Linked DNA regions of Mus musculus: region 1 is linked to region 2. A link is a contact called in public promoter capture Hi-C data. All regions are on one chromosome and are shown on one strand. The core of a region is the stretch at or near the end of the contact, and the rest is flanking DNA. Distances in the headings are between cores, read along the strand shown. Region 1 overlaps 1810046K07Rik (RIKEN cDNA 1810046K07 gene). Region 2 holds the start of Gm25558 (a small nuclear RNA gene).

What was found. Promoter capture Hi-C pulls out the DNA fragments that hold promoters and counts their contacts.
Region 1: a contact with region 2 is called in a promoter capture Hi-C map of hippocampal neurons, with 1.8 times the contacts expected there. The contact joins two enhancer-like sites. A contact is called at or near these places in 1 of 39 promoter capture datasets (hippocampal neurons) and 1 of 484 Hi-C or Micro-C datasets (spermatogonial stem cells).

What each region holds. Positions count from the first base shown.
Region 1 is chr9:51,302,489-51,307,183 of GRCm38.p6, reverse strand. All of the region lies in intron 2 of 1810046K07Rik (RIKEN cDNA 1810046K07 gene), which reads left to right. Among named protein-coding and RNA genes, the nearest start is that of Gm39338, 8.2 kb to the left of the region's middle. Within about 2 kb of position 1,888, at least 19 of the 459 cell types and tissues checked have an H3K27ac peak or open chromatin away from gene starts, as enhancers often do. A contact at or near this core is called in hippocampal neurons, where this site is marked.
Region 2 is chr9:50,882,890-50,888,049 of GRCm38.p6, reverse strand. It overlaps Gm25558 (a small nuclear RNA gene), which reads right to left and starts at 98; the gene lies at 1-98. It also overlaps a transcript of Ppp2r1b not described here. Within about 2 kb of position 3,104, at least 49 of the 459 cell types and tissues checked have an H3K27ac peak or open chromatin away from gene starts, as enhancers often do. A contact at or near this core is called in hippocampal neurons, where this site is marked.

The DNA of each region.
Region 1 (4,695 bases), core at 639-3,138, 420 kb before region 2:
CAATAGCAAAAGACAAATGGAATCCTTTTCTAATATGGAACTCTAATTTTAATCAAAATTACACACACACACACACACACACACACACACACACACACACACACAGCTTCTAAGCTTTGCAGTCTAACTCTGGTCACACTTTAGTAATTATACTGACTAGCAGTGGTGGCTGGAGGAAGCCATGCAAAGCGATTTTCAGAAGCTGCTTATCCACGTTTTAGAAGTGTGAAGTTGATCACATAAATTCACAGCTATGATCTAAGATCTAAGAATATAGCAATGTAAAAATGCCATTTGAGAGCCAGGCAGTGGTGGCGCATGCCTTTAATCCTAGCACTTGGGAGGCAGAGGCAGGCGGATTTCTGAGTTCAAGGCCAGCCTGGTCTACAAAGTGAGTTCCAGGAGAGCTAGGGCTATACAGAGAAACCCTGTCTCAAAAAAAAAAAAAAAAAACAGGAAAAAAATGCCATTTGAAATCAGGGGTTGTAAAGTTTCAGACAAAGTGACTCAAGCTCTGAAGGCATGAGTGTAAAAAAAAAAAAAAAAAAAAAAAAAAGTCAGTGACATGCTTTGACATACTCATGAGTGGCATGGATTTCCTAAAATTAACCATTAAACTTATTGTTCGCCTCTGCGACTCTCATAGTTGGAACCAATCCTATAATAGTTTTGGCTTCAGTAAGATTATCTTGTTTGCCTAAGGCACAATGAACTGTCACCACATGCTAATGTGTATTTAATAGTTTGCTACCGTTTGGGAGTTTTATGTTTTCTTATATTTTTATTTTTCCCCTGTGATTTTTTTCTTATATTTTGAGAAACACCTCATGGTTGTTTGGTTATTAAAGCCACTGAGAAAGCTTGAATTTTTAATACATTTACTTCATTTTACCTTACTATTTTTTTCTAAATTTCCCACAGAAAACAATCCATTTCTTATTTCCCATTAGTTTTCAAGTTCTTAATAGAGGGAATTCACATCTAATCGAAGAATATCTTCCCCAGACCTTTTCCTTGTTCTCAAGGCATGGTGGTTGGAAGGTTGCTCCTCAGCCTCGCTAAGGAAGTTCCTTCATGAGCCCAGAAATAATAATAATAACAGCAATAATAATAAATATTTCCTTTTTTAAAGATTTATTTATTTTTATTTATATGAATACACTGTAGCTGTCTTCAGACACATGCCAGAAGAATACACTGGACCCCATGACAGATGGTTGTGAGCCACCATGTGGTTGCTGGGAATTGAACTCAGTATCTCTGGAAGAGCAGTCAGTGCTCTTAACTGCTGAGCCATCTCTCCAGCCTGCCCACCTCCCAAAAACATAAAACAACATTTTCGTAGCACTGGATGCCTCATAAACGCAAAATGCCGTTGTTTGAATTTAGGGACACACATTCTATGGTTGCTCTTCATTTGAATGGACGCTTTATTTTCTAAGGCTTTCCAGACCGCCTATTGTCTGACTTTAATTAGCCCACTGTCCTGCCCTGTTTGGAGAACTGAACCACACTTCCTGAGTTTTCCGTGGTCCCCACCCAGCCACCTGCTCCTGCACAATTGCAGAAAATTTTTAAATAATAATAAGAGCAAGCCTTTCATAGGGAACTTATTTTCTCAGCTGTTCTATTGGTTCTGTGGAATTTTCTTTTTAAATGTCATGAAATTTAAAATCCTTCCTGGTGGAGAATTCTTTCATGCAGCTTGCAAAAATAATCAGGTTTTACAGCAAAACAACCCTGGCTGGTCCATCTGGTGGGGCTGCAGTTCTGCAATCTCTTCGCTGGCCAAAAGGCTTCCCAGTGGCTCCCCTTGCTCTAACCTAGCTGCATAAATACAAGCAGCATTTCAAAGGCACACCAAGAGCCAGGAGCATAAAAATATGTTTCATTTCGTAACTTAGGCAACAGCAATCACTTTCTCACAGACACAGCCTGGACATAATTTTGTGCCAAGCAGCAGAGCTGTTAAAATAAAATTTTTAAGAAACTGTCAAAAAATTGGAATTCTGTCATCGTGTGAGCTTTCCAAGGGACATAAAATAGCTCATGGCTCAGAAATTGAAGACATTTGGAATCATATTTTTTATCAAATGAGAAATTAACCATAAAGGTATAAAGATGACATCCATTTTAATATTAATAGTAATGTTGATTTAATATTAATTAGTTGCCTTAATTACAAAGGCAACCCATTGTGTAACTGCCAAAGAGAATACACAGTAGGAAGTATAAAGACTATACAGTAGATATCTGTGGAAGTCTCCCCACACTGTACCGCTAAGTTCAGTTTCACATACATTCTTACAGATGTTTGTTGCAACCATTGGATAGAACCTAAGTTGATACAACAGTTTAACTGACTTCAAATTGTACCACATATAGTTACACAGGTGATTACAAAGTAAATCTGTGTTTCCATAATAAGTTCCTTTCCCTCAGAATTTGAACATGGCTTTTGCTCTTCACTCCTCCTCTGTGCTTTTGAAAGCTTTAATCAATCATTCCTTCTACATATTCAATGATGTAGTCCCTACGGTTGCCTAGGTTACCAAGTGTGAAGACTCCCCACACAGAGTGAGGTTTCGTAAATATAAAGTAAGTGCTCATAAGGATGTTTCACCATTCATTCCTCAATGAAACATAATTACTGACCATAGGATCAGCCCTGCACAGTGCACCATTAAATTAGATCATGGAAGAATGTACGGGTCTTTCGATTTTGTAGTGTGGGATGGGGAGATGTGGTAGTCTCTCCATACACCAGTGTCAGTGTGAAAGTAGTCAATGGTGAGCAAAAGAGAAAAGGCCCTGGGAACTGTACAGTGGCCAGGACATGTGGCCAGAACAGCTCTCGGCACCTAGAGGCATGAATCAGCTATCCTCATACAGCTACTAGAAGGATGACAAACAGACGCAGACAGAGGTATCACCTGCCAGCCTCCTGACACTCTGCCAGACAGACCCTTATCATCAGGTCTCCACTGGACTTCCAGCAGCTGCCACTAGCTCTGCCAACAACTCCAGACCCATGGCTTCACCATCAGAGACCGTGTTCTAGAATAGCACTTTCATCGTGGCTACACCACAGAGACTCTAAAGACTCAATGCCCATTGGTGGACAAAGTCCAAGCCCTTAGCACAGCCCAATCCCTTTATAACTGAGCTCCTGTGTCTTCCTCAAGCTCCTCCCTCGTTGTCATTCCCTGTCTTTGCACTTCCTGTTTGCCTTCCCACCTCTCAGACACACTGTTGCAAACATCCCCAGCCTTGGTTTTCTCTTCAGTGGCACATCCTCCTCCAACCTGCTTGATGATTTCCTGTCATCTTTTCAGACTAGATTCGGGTACCGTCTATATGATGGTATACCAAGTCCCATTCTCACAAGACAGTCAGTCACCCCAACTCTCCTCTGTGTCCTCACTTCTCTATCTACACCAAGTTGTGATGAAACAGATCTAGATGAGAACCCAGGCTGTGTCGATCTATAGACCAGAGGACACATTATAACATCATCTGAAAGATTAATGGTAAGCATTTGGTGAGCACACTTAGCACACAGTGTGAAGAGAACACAAACACACCTATAAAAGTTGTCACTAAAAGTGAATGATACATTCATAATGCCTAACCAGAAGTAGCTACAAGAAGCTCTGGTTCCATTGGCCTCAACTCTTATTCTAAATTCTGCTCTAATTACACCCACATTTGTACAGCTATTGTCCCTGTGGATCTATATGCTGACTGACTACAAAACTCATGTCTTCTTTGTGTTTCTGGAATTACCACAGTCCTAGAGCACAATGGGCACACAGTACATTTGTATGGAAGCCACAAAAGGAAGTGCCTGCTGCTAAGGAGCGGGTTGCCTTCAGCTCGTTGCTGGAAAGCCAAGCTTCTCCTCCTCCGGGCTCAGTTCGTAAGATTCCCTGCGCGGGGAGCTTCCTCGCCCCTTCTCAGCCTTCACATTCAAAATCTGAGCACACTAACTAACCTGACTCTAATCTCCCATCGGTAGAAAGTAGGAAGGAGCCATTGTATCTCCTGAGCTACTTTTCTCTGGCTATGTATCTGCTACTCACTGGTGCCTCATAAACCCCTTGGCCTTAGTAGTATAATAATTTATCATTTCTTACAGCTTCCAGGGTCATCTGAAGCTTCATTTGCTGTCTCCCAGAGGCGACTCATGCAGTTGCATTAAGCTGGGGGCTCAGGTGAAGTGCATGGCCAGAAGCACTCTCCCTTACCTCTCTGGTACCTGGTACTGCTGGCTATTGGCAGGATCACCCTACTTTCACTTCATGCAGTCTCTTGTCCTTCTGGAGGCTAGACTCCCTTTCTTAGGAGGAAGTAAATGGTAGTGAATGAAACAACCTTCAAAGCCCCCTGAGGCCTAAAATCAGAAGCTCACAGATCCCTTCGGCCATATTTTATCAGTCAACTCAAACTGCAACCCGCCACCCTAAATTCAGGAGTAGATCAGTGATGCCACTTCCTGGGGAAAGGAGCTTCCAAAAAAAAATGTAGTGGTGTTTTCTTCTCACAAGTAGCTAATCTTGTCAAGTGGCTCCTAATCTGAGCAGTTGATTATTTCCTTCTGACACCTGCAAAGCCTTGTAATGGTTTCTCACATTAAGGGCAGTCAATGAACTCCGTGATTCTGTTGAGGAGACAGGACACAGGATTTGCTTGATA
Region 2 (5,160 bases), core at 1,855-4,354:
GCAGAGCACTGCATGAACTTGCATGTCATCCTTGTGTAGGGGCCATGCTAATCTCCCTGTATTGTTCCAGTGTTATGAACTGTTTTGCCTGAGCAAGCACTGTGCTGTGTCTGGGGCTATGTGCCACATAGGAAATCTCACAGACCACAGTTGTCCCACCTTGGGCTCAGTAAAGCATGGCTCTGCTCTTCCACTTTGGCTCCAGCCAAGAATTTCAAAGGCTAAACAGCTCTCGAGCAATGAATTTGATACATAGATTATTTTTGGGCAGAATCCAGAAAGAGGAAATAAATATGGGTCTTGAATGTAGCAGAGTGGATAGAACTTCACATCAAACGTGGAGCTGTCATCAGTGACACACCTATCCACAATCCAGGCACAGAGACGTGACCACAGATCCCTGAGCCTGAGGTCAGCCAGGCAGAGTGGGGAGCTTGCCCTGTCCTAAGGAGTCTGTTGGCTGAATTCCTCTGTATCTATGGTTACAGAGCCAGGGAGCCCTGCTCCCTCCCTTTGTATGTGCTTCTGATGGGATTTCCCAAGTACTGCTAGACTGATCTGAACTGGCAGTGAGGGGGTAAAACAAGCAAACACTTAAGTGGGTGAGTAACGACTGACTGCAGAGGCGCAGACTACCCTGGAGCCAAACCCCCAAAGCTGGCTGGGCAGAAAGGTCAGAAGATTCAAAGCCCAGAGAAAATGAGGCAGCTGAGTGTTGAACCTCTGGAGCTGAGTCACTCCCTCCACAGATAAGTTTTGAAAGCCTCTTACTCCGTCTTCCTCCTCCTTATTCCTCAAAGATGGAATAACAAAGCCTTGGCTGCCCAAGAGAGGGCCTGAGAATTCTGACCCCCAAGACACCCCACCAAGCTGATGGGATGGGTTCAGCTGAGCTATGAGGATGGCAAAGCACACCATGCAAGGGACCCAGCTCATTGCCTGTGCCTCACCTGAGACCCACTGGAACTACAAGTCACCACAGAAACCCAGAAGTTTACTCATCAAAGTGAAGGCCAAAGGGCAGGCAGGCAGTCAGAAGGGTACCAGGAAATGAAGAGAGAGGCTGGCTCCCCAGTCCAAACCAGTGGGTAGCTAGACAGGCACTACAGGTGAGTAGTACCACTCCGTCCTGTCAGATAGCACAGGAGGCAGCAACAAATCTGAACTCAATCCTTAGTCCCTAGACCTGCCACTAACCTATGCAGGTCACTCTAAGGGCTCACTGTCCCCACCCGTGATGGGAGCAGCCTGACTCAGCACCTCCCTTTAACATGGAAACATTATGATTGGACCAACTCCCCTTGACCACTTGCCACTACTCTGTCTGACACTAGGCTAGGAAATGGCTATGCAGGTGCCTGTGAAGTCTCTTCTCACTAACTGAAAGGTGATTACCCTCACTGGTAACTCAGTCCTGAGATCTCTGAATTTTTGGCAGTGAGTTCTGGGTAACACTGGTCATGAGTGCCACAACTTAAGTCCAGCCCTAAGAATCTGAGGGTTCATCTTCACTGTCTCCTTGACTGGATTTGGAATCATGGGGGAAATACTCTGCATCTGTCTGTGAGGAAGTTTCCAGAAGTGTTTAAGTATGGAGGAAGCATCCTGAAGGTGGGTGGCCACACCATAGGTAGGTGTCTTAGATAAAGAAAATGAGAAAAGAAAGCCAAGTAGACGATCAGCATTCATCTGATCTGACCAGACACAGTGTGACTATCCACCATGGACTGTCCCCTCAAGCTGTGAGCCAGGTGGCTTTGGTCAGATTTTTTTGTCACAGTAACAAGGCCTATCTAGGCAGCTTTTTCCTCCCCATCTTTGAAGTAATTAAACTCATGGGTGTAGAGGGCCTGGGGGAGTCTTTCTGCACAGACAGGTCTCAGTCCTCAGGGAACCACAGGAGACCAGAGCCTAGGGAGGGACCTGCTCTAGCTGGGCTGTGATCCCTTTACTTCTGTCCCTGCTTCTGACCTCTCAGTAGCCTGTGGGACACAACTCCCTTAGCTGGAGTGCTCTGGAGACGATCACACATCATGTGCAGCAGTCCTCTGACTGGACTGGGGACTCCTGGATTCTAGTCTTTTAGGGTTCAAGACATCCTCTGGCCAGGCAGTTAGGCTCTTAAAGCCCTACCCTTCAAGCACCCAGAGCTAGGCTCCTCAGAGTTGCCCTTCACATCTTCTGGCAGCCCTGGTACCTCTTAGTCTGAGGAATAAACCAACTGCCTACCAGAACATCTCAGGTCACCAGCAAGTGCTGGCTTAGATCCCAGAGGAGACAAATGCCAGAAGACACAGACCAGAGACCTTAGGGGCCCAGAAATTAAGTGGCAGAAAGGGAAAAGAGCAATAAAAAGCATCTGTAGAAGCGAGGGTGGGGGAGCCAGGGGCAGGGAGCTCTTAGCTGAGACTCCATGCAGGGACTGTGTCTGTCCAGGACAGACTGTCCAGGGAGATAGAAGAGGAAGAAGAGTGTGGATTGTCAAGCCAGCGTCTGCACCCAGGATTTATGGATGTTGCGCTTGGTTTGAGTCTCCAAACCTGGGCTCAGGGAGACTGAATGTCCCTCACAGCTGCTCCTTCCTGCAACAACAAGACTGACGTCACTGTTGTCAGGGAAATCGTGTTTTGATTAAAATCACATGACAGCTACTTCATGATTCAATAAACAAATCCACTGTTAACTCTTGCCTGACAGCCTTGCCAGCAGCTGTGGTCAGAGGGCAACCTCTACCCTGGAGAGCGTGGCTGTGCCACCCTAGAGGTAGCAGTGTGACCCGTGCCCGTGGTCCAGGCTGTTCCCTAGCAGGTCTTGCATTTGAGAACATGATTCATCAAGCACAAAGACCATGCAGACTTCAAGAGCCTCTCTCTCCATGGCACTGAAGCAACAACACCCACCTTTCACCAGGAGGAAGCCTGGGCTGCCTTCTTGGACGAAGCAGCAAGCACAGCCTTAAGACGTCAAATGATTCCCTTAGGGCTTTGAGACCAGTCAAGAAATAGGTTCCCAAAGTTCTCCGTATGAGGGCAAATCAGTGAGCTGGCCACACACCACAGAAAAGGGTTAAGAACAACTTCTGGTTTGCAACTGGATGACTTCCTGGCTCACTCACTTGGCTATAGGCCCCTGACATGAAACACTGCCCAGCAACAGCAAAAGTCCTTTCCATTTCAACCCCAGAGCATTTGTGAAACAAAAGCAAGGCAGGCACCCTGACTCACAGAGAAGGGGGTTTTGTGGATCAAATGAACTGCAGCCTCAGAGAAATAGCACAGCTGGCTTCTGGGGAAGGGTACCCAACCACCTGAAATGTGTCCAAGGTAAACATGTACTGCAAAGGTGTGTGGGTAAATGCTTGACGAGGTATGGCAGTAAAGCAAGCTCAAGAAATGACCACTAATGCTGTCCTCAGCTGGACAGAGTTCTTCAGAGCTGACCTAGTCAGCTGTGGCAGGGGACAGATGACCACTGAAGTGGTCAGGGCTAAGCTAAATGGCCCTAAGAATGTTGAAAAACAGAACAACTCCATTATCATTTAAGAAAGGTGTGGCTCAGGCCCCGAAGAATCCCAGCTCTTACAGCTCCGGCCACGTCTCTTTCAGTGAAATTGTACAAAGCAGTCGAAGGAACATGAAGGGCTGGCATCTCGGTGTCTGCCAGGCCTAGGCTGCTGAGACTTTGGAAGCAACACTTCCTCCCACCACACAGCACCCCTGGGACTGCCTGAACTGAGGCAGCTGGCAACTCAGGCAGGGAACAAGAGTGGGCTTGGCCACAGAAAGAAAAGTGTTCAGAACAGGAGACATTGCGTGGCCTCCATTGACATCAAGTGAAGAGCCCGGTAATTTAAAGACAGCCCCTTTTGTCTGTCAGTGGTTTAAGCATAAAATCTGCTGGAGTGGCTATGAGAGCACCAGCCTCTTGCAGTTACTGTATCTACCCTGACGTCAGCCCTAGGCAGTCCAGGCTCTCCATTCCTATTTAATTTAAATCATAACCGCCCTTCTCTCACTGGCCCCGGTGACTGCTGAACTAGGATTCTGCATCCCTTCTCCATGTGGTTGTAGGAAGCAAACTGGGCATGGAAACCATCAGGCATGGACTCTTCGTCCTGAAGGGAGACAACTCCCTAAACAGAACCAGCCCGGGAAGAAAGTTGACCAGCTCTTCCAGTCTACCCTTGTGTTACATGGGTCTCATCTCAGACTGTGGAAGATTTAAAAGACCTCAAGTCACAGATCTGGAAAAGACCACCACTCTCTACAAAGGGAGAACAGAGCAAGACTTTACAATACACTTCTCTAGAGCCAGGTATCTCGCCTGGGCAAGTGTGGTGGGAACTACTTCTCTGCCCACTTTGCTGTGACTCCCTATAGCAGCAGCAAGCTCTGCTGGCTACCCTCAGCCCCAGAAAGGACAGGGCTCTGGCCCCAAGTTCCAAGGGCACTTACCTTCCCAGTGTCCTCTCCAGGCCCTCGGGGTCTCAGGAAGAGATTCTTGTCAACCCCAGGGATGCTGGGCTCTTCACTGTCCTTCACAGGAAAATCTAGCTTCCTCAGCCTTTGTGCCACCACTAGAGATATAGACAGCAATGTGACCGTCCCTGACCAGGGCACATCCCTCCCAAGCCACCTGTGCTTCCCAACTGGGATGCCCTCAGCTGCCCTAGCAACTCTGATGGGCCAGCAGCACAGGTCCTGGGCAGCTGTGCAGAGAAAGCCAGCCATCACCAGTGCCTTTTTGCTCCAGTCATCCCGAGATCTAACTGGGGGTTCCCCCACATCTTGGCCATGGGTAGCCTGTAGAACCCTGAGCCAACACAGAACCTAGCTCCTTTCAGACCTGATCACCGCAGTTAAGGACAACCACTCCCAAGAAAGAAATGGCTTGGCTTTTCTTCCCAGTTGAGTACTTTATCCCCCTCAAAAGATTTCCATGTCAACTGAACCTGACGTAATTTCCTGGAAATGGCAGGCCTGTGGAGGCGGATGAGGAGCAGTAAAGGCTATTCTAGATACCGAGGACTGAAGATGTGTGAGGAAAGAGAAAAGACAAGCAGGGAAATGGGTAGAACAGGGAGGAGAGCAGTGAGCCAAAAGGCTAGCAACCACTTCATCTGTTCCCAAAGAACATGGAGGCCGGGGGGTGGGGTGGGAC